2 separate regions of the Rattus norvegicus genome follow, and region 2 is linked to region 1. Evidence: chromatin contacts called from public Hi-C data. All regions are on one chromosome and are shown on one strand. Each heading gives the region's core, a stretch centred on a gene start, on an enhancer-like site or on the middle of the called end of the contact. The rest is flanking DNA. Distances are from core to core; before and after follow the strand shown.

Region 1 (4,799 bases), core at 1,340-3,839:
AGAGCCTGTGCCAATTCCTCTGACACATTCTAGGCAGAAATGATTTTAAGTTCCCACATTACTTTGTTCAAATTACTTTCCGGTAGTGGACTAAGAAGTATACAGCCACTGAGCAACTTTGGGCAAGAAATGATCCCTTTCCTCAAAGTTGCCAAAGCGGTAGACACTGAGTAGCTAAATGTTTATACAATGAAAAGGCTCAAACTTGAAGATTAGAGGAAAAGAACACAGACTTAGTGGATGGACTAAATTAAAAGCAATGTGACTCTAGAGCTGTTCTGAGTTGGCCTACATTTGACCCCTTTGGGAAAACTCACATGGAATTTGGACAGGCTAAAATGGCAAAACCTTCTTAGCTCTGGCTCAACAATGATCTGCAGGCCAAATAGGACACTAGATTCCCCCAGGTTCCTTCTTTACCTGCCAAAGTCCTTTTTTCCGAAGGTGTGGGGGAGGGAGGGTGTTCAAATCTATCAAAGCAAACAGGATTGACCTACTGAGATCCAACTTCGTCTGTGCTGTGTCACTGTACAGGCTAGAGAAAAAGCAAATTGTGTCCTGGGAAGGAGGCCAATTTCTAAGTACTGTGACTACAAAGAATGTGACATTCTTAAAGTGAAGGCAGTTTGGATAAACTGGAGCTCACAGAATCCTCCAACTATCCTTGCCATTGGTTTCTGTGATTTTATTTTTAAAGAAAAATTGGCGGGGTGTGGGGCGCACGCCTCTCTAACCCAACAGCACTCAGGAAAGAGGTGGATCCCTCTGAGTTCCAGGCTGGCCAAGGCTACAGAGAAAAGAAAAATTGATTCGAAAAAGCCACGCGGAAGCGTCCTTAGGCTCCTGGCAAACACACAATCTTAAATGCAAACGGAAATACTAGAACACTCCATTTAAAAAAAAAAAAAAAAAAGCCCTTGTGTGAAACGTGGCAGAAAGCTTTCAAAAGCCAGCGATGTTTTTCCCCAAGAGGTGTTTTGTGCGCAAATGCTTCCAAATCGGGATTCATATTTTGGAAATTATACCCCCACGCTCCCAAACATGTCAAATCTGAAGAGAAAGGTGAGACTTCCCCCGCAACAGGCTGGGGCGGGGAGGAGGGTCTCTCTGCTCATCCCTTCCAGGGAACAAAACCAAAGGGCAGCTGGCTAGCGCCACTCTAGCTCCCGACAACGTGCAGACGCGAAGTGCAACAACTCGTCCTCAAACGTCCATGTCTTGAGAAGCGAGAGGCGCGCAGAACCGCACCGGGTCTCCTGGAACCTGCACCCGCACCGGGCCGGGCCAGACACCACGCGGCCCCCAGCGGTTCCCCAGATGGTCCCCCCTACCCTGACGCCACACCCCGTCACCGCCCGCACCTGAGGCGAAGTAACTCACTGACGGAAAGCGGCGGGCTCCCCGCGGGCGCGCTAACGAGGACGCTACCCGGCTCCGCTCTGCCGGGACTCACCGCCGCCGATTTCCTGGCGAGAAGCAAAGTCCGGCCAAGACTTTACTTCTCAACCGCCCCTGCTGCCTTTCCCCTCGGGGGCGAGCGCAGAGGCCCAACCCGACACGCACCTGAGCCAATCAACGGCGGGCGAAGGCGGGACTAAGAGCGGGCTTGGAGCCGCTCGACCAATCAAGGAATTCTAGGGGCCGGGTCGGCCCTGCTCATCACTCCCGAGTTAGAGTGAGCGCGTTCCGCCCTCCGCCATCGCTCCCGGCCGGATTCTCCCCTCAGACACACAGAGAAGACGCTCGGGAAGTGTCTGCGTGCACCCCTGGAGCGCCGCGCCTGGCGTGGGACAGCTGAAGGGAGGGGAGGGCTGCGGGACCAGGCTGAGGGAGAACAGGTGGCGCGGGGCGGCTGACGTGTAGGTGTGCAGGGCAAGAGGACAGCTGGGTGGGGCGGGGATCCAGCCTGGCCAGGGTCAGGTGGGAGAAGAGAGGATGCACCTGAGAAGGGCGGTTCCTTGGGTTCAAAGGGAAAAGGAGCTGCAAGTCCACCGCGTGAGCTCCGGAGGAAGGAGGGCGGTGCTCCAAACTCTCACTTCTCTCCCAAAAGAAAGACAAACGCTGCCCTTGCACCTATTGGAGATGTACATTTGCACCCCTGGGAGAAAATAAAAAGCCCACAGTATCGTCAGGAAAGTCACCTCTGCACACTAGTCTCTCTGCTTTTTCAAGGTTGCAATATGCTGGGTGCCCCAGGAAAGGCCCCTGAGGACTCCGGTCCCGGGAATAGCCAGCCATGGGGCAGTCCCGTTCCTCGAGACTCTAGCAAGTCAGAGATCCGACCCCGACGCTAAATAGCAGATGTCTCGGGGCAACAGGCGAGAAGCCTGTGATCTACGGTAGCACTCGGGGACAGAATGTGCACCGCAGCCGCCTGGCTTCCGCAGTTCCAGGTGAGCGGTCCAGCCCGAGCCTGGGCGTGGTCGGGGGCGGGTTCTGTTTTAGCCCCGCCCTTCAGAGGGGGCCCTGCCGCGCCGCTGCGGCTCCGCCTCCCTCCTTCCGTCATCCGCTCCTTCCGTCGGTGGTTTCTTCCTTCCTGCCTTGTCCCGCACCTTTCGCGACATGGGGAAGATCTTCCTTTTCGCCAGCGCCACCTGAGGATTTCCCGGAGCCGCCCCCCGCGATGGAGGACGATCAGGAGCTGGAGAGGTAAGGTTGGAGGCAAAGAGTGGAGTGGGGCGGCGGGTCGGGCCAGAGAAGCGGGTAGCGAAGGGGCACGCGGCCGACTGAGCCCGGCGTGGCGGCTAGGCCTGACCCCAGGCGCTGGGGAAGGGAGGAGAGAGAATAGAGCGGGCCGGGTTGGGAAGAGGGAGGAGCCGTGGGTTCATTTATAACAGAAAAGCCCAGAGGGACGCTAGCCATCCGGGATGGGAGAGAGGTAGGGAATCCAGCTGTAAGTCCCAAACTGCCACCACCCTCATTAGAACTGCCTCGTGTAAGGTCACGCACCGGGCCAGCCGTCCCGAGTGGCGGTCCTGGCGTGTTAAGTTAGCTAAAGTTACTGCAACTCCGCTCTGTGCAGACTGCTCGTAAATTCTCTCTGTCCGCCAAATTCTCCCTCCTATTAAACTTTTCACTTCCTTTCACTTAGTTTCCTTACCTCTTTCAAACGGAAGCTGTAACTGAGCCTGCCACCCTGATACCTTGTGGTTGCCATTTTTATGCTAAAGTAATCGTGTTTTTTATGCCTGTCAACTCCCTTTTCATCTAAAGCAGGGCCTACCCTATTATAACTCTGCCCCTTTCTTTGCTCTATCCGAAGATTTTTGCAAACAATTAACTTCGTGGGTTGTTTTTCTTTTGTTTTGTTTTTTTTCTGAGGTGGTACCCACCCCCTTGCTGGAGTCAAATGAAGTAGGGAGAAACGAGTTAAATATTTATGGCTAGAAGTGTGGAGGCAGGAAAATGAGGCAGTGAATCTTTAAGAGTTAATCAGAAAACGATATTCCGTATGATCTCATTCTTACACAAAAAAATATGTGTGTAGAAAAATATCAGGATTGAAGACCTCAATGGCTGAAGGCGAGAGGAAGACAGCCCTGGAAATGGTCCAGGCAGCTGGAACAGATAGACAGTGTGTGACATTTGTACTACACGAGGAGGACCATACACTAGGAAATTGTCTGCGGTACATAATCATGAAGAACCCGGAAGTGGAATTTTGTGGTTACACTACGACCCATCCTTCAGAGAGCAAAATTAATTTGCGAATTCAGACACGGGGTGCACTTCCAGCTGTTGAGCCGTTTCAGAAAGGCCTGAATGAGCTCTTGAATGTCTGCCAGCATGTGCTTGTCAAGTTTGAGGCCAGCGTAAAGGACTATAAAGATAAAAAGGCAAGCAAAAACGAACCCACGCTCTAGTCCCTCGTGCAGGGTACAAGCAGGACCACCCTCAGGATGGTACAGAGCCCAGAACTAGAATTGGTGACTACAGCATGTTCTGTCCTATAGGAAAATGTGGCTCTAGCTATTGACCCATTACAGCTTTTGGAATCTCTGCAAGTCTGTTTGCCTAATAAATTCTCGCTTTTGTTTAAACTAGTTTGAGTGGTTTCTCTTCCTTGAACCTAGATGAACCCCCAAGGATGGTGTCACCCCTTAATTGAACCAACACTATAAGTGAACAGATGTAATTGGGCCGAGTCAGAGGTTGTGATCACAGATCTTAAAAAGACTATTTCTATATGATCGAGATGCTGTGGGAAGGAGAGGTAAAGTAGAATGAGGTCCAGGACACTATGATTTAAAAGGCTGGAAAGAAGATTGGAAGAGGGACTTGAGGTGGTGTTTGTTTTTACATTTTCCTTGTATGTGCACACAAACATGCCGTGGTACATGCATGGCAGTCTGTTCTCTCCTAACGCCATATTGGAGCCATTTGATGATTGTTGGGCTTCACAGCAAGCACCTGTACCCACTAAGGCATCTCCGGGCTGTTTTTTTTTTTTTTATTAATGCAAATGCTTCTTTGATATGATTAGTAGACTACCTTAAGGATGAAGATAATGTGAAGTACTCCTCGGAGTTTTAATTTCGCAAGAGAATTTGAATTGGTATCAAGCTCCATCTTCGTAGCTTTTGTAGGATGTCAATTTATTGCTTGAATTCCAGAACACTAATGAAATATGTAGTCACGACATGAGTAAACCAGTTTTTACTAGGTTTCGTGCAGGCCTGTTTGTGTGGATATGTATGCATGCACATGGAAGCCAGAAGTTAACCTTTAGTTTGGTTGGTTTTAGGGCACGTTCACCAGCTAGCCCCGGCTGACTTGGAATGCACTTGGTAAACTTGCCC
Region 2 (4,799 bases), core at 1,691-4,190, 140 kb before region 1:
GCCCCTCTTGCTCTCCTGTGTGAGAGCTCAGTGCCACCTGATCCCGAGTTATTTCGGGAAGCACAAAACTTTGGACCTTCATGTTCGTTGTGCTAAGTAGCAAATTCCCTAAGTTCCTTACTTGGTGGTCTAAACCAACACACATTTTTTTTTTTTTTGCTGTTGCTATGCAACATGCATTTAATTTTTGAATTTGGCTTGGTATTTTGTTTTTGAGACGGGGGTCTCTTTCTGTAGCTTTGGCTATCCTGTAGCTTGCTATGTAGACCAGGCTGGCCTCAAACTTAGAGATCCACCTGTCTCCACCTTCCAAGTGCTAGGATTAAAGGCATTCATCACCACACCCAGCCCCACAACCGGCAGTTTTTAATCACACAATTTCTGTAGGTCAGGAGTCTGGGCACAGCTCATCTGGGGTCTCTGCCAGGCTGCAATGGAGAAATGGGCCAGTGTGGTGGTAAATCTCCAACCCCAGGAAGCCCATGCAAAAACACACAACTCACTTACAATATTTATAAGCTGCACGCCTAGACTGGGCAGATTTACCACTACTCTACTCTTTTCCCCAGCTATGAGATTCCCTTGCTACTCGTGGCTTCTCCGGGCCACGTGGTTTTGTTCATCTTCCTCCATCTTCTTCCCCTCTCTCCCTCTCTTCCCCCCACTTTCTAAAACCTCCAGCCCCACCTTTCCCTTCCACAGCCCAATCACAGGCTCTAGCCTTTATTTGACCAGTTAGAATGGGGAGAAGAAGGTTCACCTGAAGCCGCTCTTGAGGAAGCAGAGTTAACATTAGAATGCAAAGGCCCTAGGGCAATCCACCACAGGCCAGGGTTAGAGTTTTCCTGAAGGACTGACTGAGACAAGATCCTTTAGGGCTTTAGGGTCTGGGGTCTTACCTGGCTGCTGGCCAGAGGTCACCTTAGTCCTTTACCACATAGACTTCCCCAACACAGGAACTTCCAAAGTGTTCACTGCCAAGAATTTCACTGAAGGCAAGAAAGATGTCATGTGAACCACTTCACATAGGGCTAAGTAATTAAAACACAGCAGCTCACCTGAAGTGATCATTTCATACCACTGTGGGCCACAGACATTCTAATAGTTATTCAAAGAAAACATGGATTTCACAGAAATTAATTAATTGACTCAGGTCAATTAGGAGATAGGATGCCAAGTCAGGTCACAGAACCCCCGAAGCCCACGCCTCTGACTCACAGCAGGGTAGCTGAATCACCAGTACACCGGGTCATTTATATAACGTCTCCTTTCCAAGCTACCCTCTCGAGACCAGACACCTGACTTTGCTGATGACAACAGCCCCGTTGTATACATTCAGTATTTCAGAATTTTCTCTCCAATCCACTCTATTACCACTCCTCCTTTAGTATCATATTTTCCCTCTCCCGCGCTGGCTCAAAAAAGTGATCACTATGACTCTTTCTAGTCATAGACAATGTTAGAGCTGGTAGGACCTGCTTCTGAAAGGGACTTCTTCCTCAATTATGGGCTGTGGTGTGCTGAAAGGGTAAGGGTTTTCGATATGTGCCATCTGATGACATCACAGATGTCAGCTGAATTGGAAGGTCTTGGTGGAATAAACAGGAGACAGGGTTTCTTTGTGTAGCCTTGGATGTCCTGGAATTCATTCTGTAGACCAAGCTGGCTTTGAATTCAGAGATTCACCTGTTTCTGCCTCCATTGTGGGATTAAAGCTAGTTCTGTCTGGGTTCATCTTTAGCTTTGACACTTAAGACTCACAATCCTCCTCCCCATCCCCCAACCCAACCCCCAACCCTGGGATTGGTATGTTTGGGTCTGGAAAGAGCCTGAATCCTAGCTGAGCCAAATATTGTCTAACCAAGGTTATTAACTAAGAGGAGAAAAAAATTATGTAAAGTCCAGGCTGCTTGACTGAGACCAAAGTCCTTGGAAAACAAGAGTCACAGGGGAAGGACCTCAGAATCTTCTAGAAGCTGATGTTCAGAGAAAAGGAGAAACAGAAGACTGGAGCTGGAAAAGAGTGTCCGCTGATGGAGTAGAGCGGACAAGAAAGCGAGAAAGGGAAGAGGGACCGGAAAGAAGAAAGAGACAGTCAGCAATCTGCACATGCGCATGGGGCATAAGCATGCGAACCCAACAACAATGACCTGTCAACAAGTGCTGAGACCCCTGTAGCCCTCTGTTCAGTCCTTTTTCATTTGAATTGCTTTGACGCGAGGGAATTAAGTACATTCAAACCTTCTGCAGTAAAGATATCCATTAGCCAAAAAAGCTTAAAGATTTCCCATGGTTATCTTCATCCACTAACAGTAAGACCGGTTCAGCCCTTCATAGATGCACAGCACTTTTTTTTTCTTTTCTTTTTTTCCGGAGCTGGGGACCGAACCCAGGGCCTTACGCTTGCTAGGCAAGCGCTCTACCATTGAGCTAAATCCCCAACCCCTGCACACCACTTTTTAAGGAAGGATTCACAGAGGTTATTTTTCAGTCTCTGCCATTATGGAGGTTAAATCAGGCTGAGGGAAAAGTGGAAATCCCACAGCTAAAAATACCCCCAAACACTAAGGACTCAGTGACACAAAGAGAAAGTTGACAAAACAACAACCAACACAACTGACGTCAGAAATTAAGGTTTAATTGGTCCGGGTTAAGTTCTGGGCTTTGGAATTTTGAAAAATTTCCACGTGACTCGAAGGAGCAGACAAGCTTGGGTTCCACTACGTTCTGAGGCTTGTGTCAGGATGCAGAGGGCAAAACTGGAATGTGAAGAACAGGCCACCTTAAGTCATGTCGGGTTAATATTTGGGACGTTTAAGCAGCGCTTCCTGTTTCCCTAAGACACGAACCAGGAGACCAGAGCCTGGCTGCCCGGCTCAGTCGAAGAGTCCTTGATGCGCATGTGCGGCCAGGCTACGCGACCGAGCCTCTCAGGGCATGCGCAATCCTGGCGCATGGGGTTTAATGGGCGGGACCTGGCGCCTTTGCGGGCCGCGTTCCCGGAAGTGTCGGGTCTCTGGGCGCCGGTAGCTTGTGTCCCGCGTTCCGGGGACAGCACGTGGCTGCCCCGCCTCGGCCCGGGCGCAGTTGCGTCGCCCTGGAGCCGCGGGTCTCGGTCGCGGAAGCGGTGTCGTCCCTGACCATCGCGGACGCGTTCGTTCGGGCCTGTGTGGGCCCCGCCCCGCCGCGCCCCGCGCTCCCCAGCAGGTTCATCTGCTCCTTTCCTGACTGCAGCGCTAGTTACAACAAAGCCTGGAAGCTAGACGCGCACCTCTGCAAGCACACGGGGGAGGTAACCTGGCCGCGGGTGTGCATGGTGGAGCCTGGCGCAGAGGTTGGGTCCTGGACTTGGCCGGGGCAGGTGCTCAGCAAAGACTGAGGTCTAGGACGTCAGGGTTTCTTGCAAGCAACAAGTGTGCACCCTTTCAATTGCAGGCGGGCTTTGGTCAAGTACCAAGGCTATGTGGGTTAGAGTGAACAGGAAAAGCCTTCCTGTTTGGCCCTTTCCCCTGGCTCCTCTATTTTGTTTTATGCACCTTGGTTTCTTTCTCTTGGCAGACTTGCCAACCCACTGTCATCATAACATCTTTGTGACTTTACCCCCGTTTCTCCTTGAACATTCTCTTCCTACATTTTGGCCTTTCTTTGTCCCTGTGTCCGAGTTAGAGCTTGCATTTTAGACCAGAATGCTGTTCTTTGGTTGGACAATTAAAGTTACGGTTTGTCATCATTATCATTATTGAGACAGGGTTTCTCTGTGTAGCCCTGGCTGTTCTGGAACTCACTTTGTAGGCCGGACTGGTCTCCAACTCAAGAGGTCCGCTTGTCTCTGCCTCCTAAGTGCTAGTATTTAAGGCGTGCACCACCACACCTGGCTTTGAAGTTGTGTTTATTGTTCCAGATTGGACAATAATTTGACTAGTACGGGTCCTACTGTAGGACTGGATCTGAACAAGGTTCTTTGACTTTATGCTGAGCAGTGCGGCTCACTTACGTCTTCCTGTCCACTGGCAGTCTAGTACTGTGATGAAAGTCTTGGATCTCAGAGTATTCCCATAGTTAGGAAATATCCAATTGGATGTTGGGATATGCTGTAGCTTTACTGTGGGTTTCATGACAGCATCCCCTCCCCCACATCTGGGAGCCAAATTGGAGATCGCAGTTAGGGCTGGGAGATGTTTCCTTCGTTTACCTTTGCACCTATGAGCTTTTTCAGCTGTGACACATTTTCCTGTCTTTGTGCCTGATCTCTCTTACTGTAGACACAGAGGTCACCTGTGATGAGACACAGCCTGCTCCTTCTTCTGCCTCTCCTCCTTGGTGGTAAAATGGTATTATGGCAGAGAGATGCGCAGACAGGCTATCTGGGCTCATGTCAAATCAAACTTGAGAAGGGGTCTCCTGGGGAAGCCTGTGTCCCAAAGGAGCAAGCTAACCTACCTGCCTGTCAGATGCTGTCCATCCACAGAACAATAATAATCTGTGTGCTATGGTGACTCGTGAAAAGATGGGGCGTTTTTTGATGTGGAACTCGGTGCAGCAGAATTAAGTCCTGCCCAAGTGCGGCAGGCATCTTTCTGAATGGACACGTCCCTGGAAGGAAGTGTCTGGTGTTGCCTGCCACAAATCAGACTTTTAACAACATAGAGCTGATGAGATGGCTCAGTGGGGAGGGACCAGACCTGAGGACCTTAACTGGATTCCTGGAACCCAAAGTGTAGAAGGAAAGAACTCCAGGAAGCTGTCCTCTGACCTCCACAAGAATGCAGTGGTACAAACATGTCCCCCTCCCCACAGAA

The links. Hi-C and Micro-C count contacts between places; a contact is called where the count stands out from the background.
Region 2: a Hi-C map of frontal cortex shows a contact between it and region 1, with 1.7 times the contacts expected there. The contact joins the promoter of Gtf3a here to the promoter of Polr1d in region 1. A contact is called at or near these places in 2 of 12 Hi-C or Micro-C datasets (frontal cortex and hepatocytes).

Annotation. Positions count from the first base shown.
Region 1 is chr12:13,115,859-13,120,657 of GRCr8, reverse strand. Polr1d (RNA polymerase I and III subunit D) reads left to right here and starts at 2,589. Exons shown (of 3, transcript NM_001037787.1): 1 at 2,589-2,649. The coding sequence starts at 2,624. Lnx2 (ligand of numb-protein X 2) reads right to left here and starts at 1,519. Exons shown (of 10, transcript NM_001108329.1): 1 at 1,381-1,519.
Region 2 is chr12:13,256,728-13,261,526 of GRCr8, reverse strand. Gtf3a (general transcription factor III A) reads left to right here and starts at 2,940. Exons shown (of 9, transcript NM_001113570.1): 1 at 2,940-3,292. The coding sequence starts at 3,098.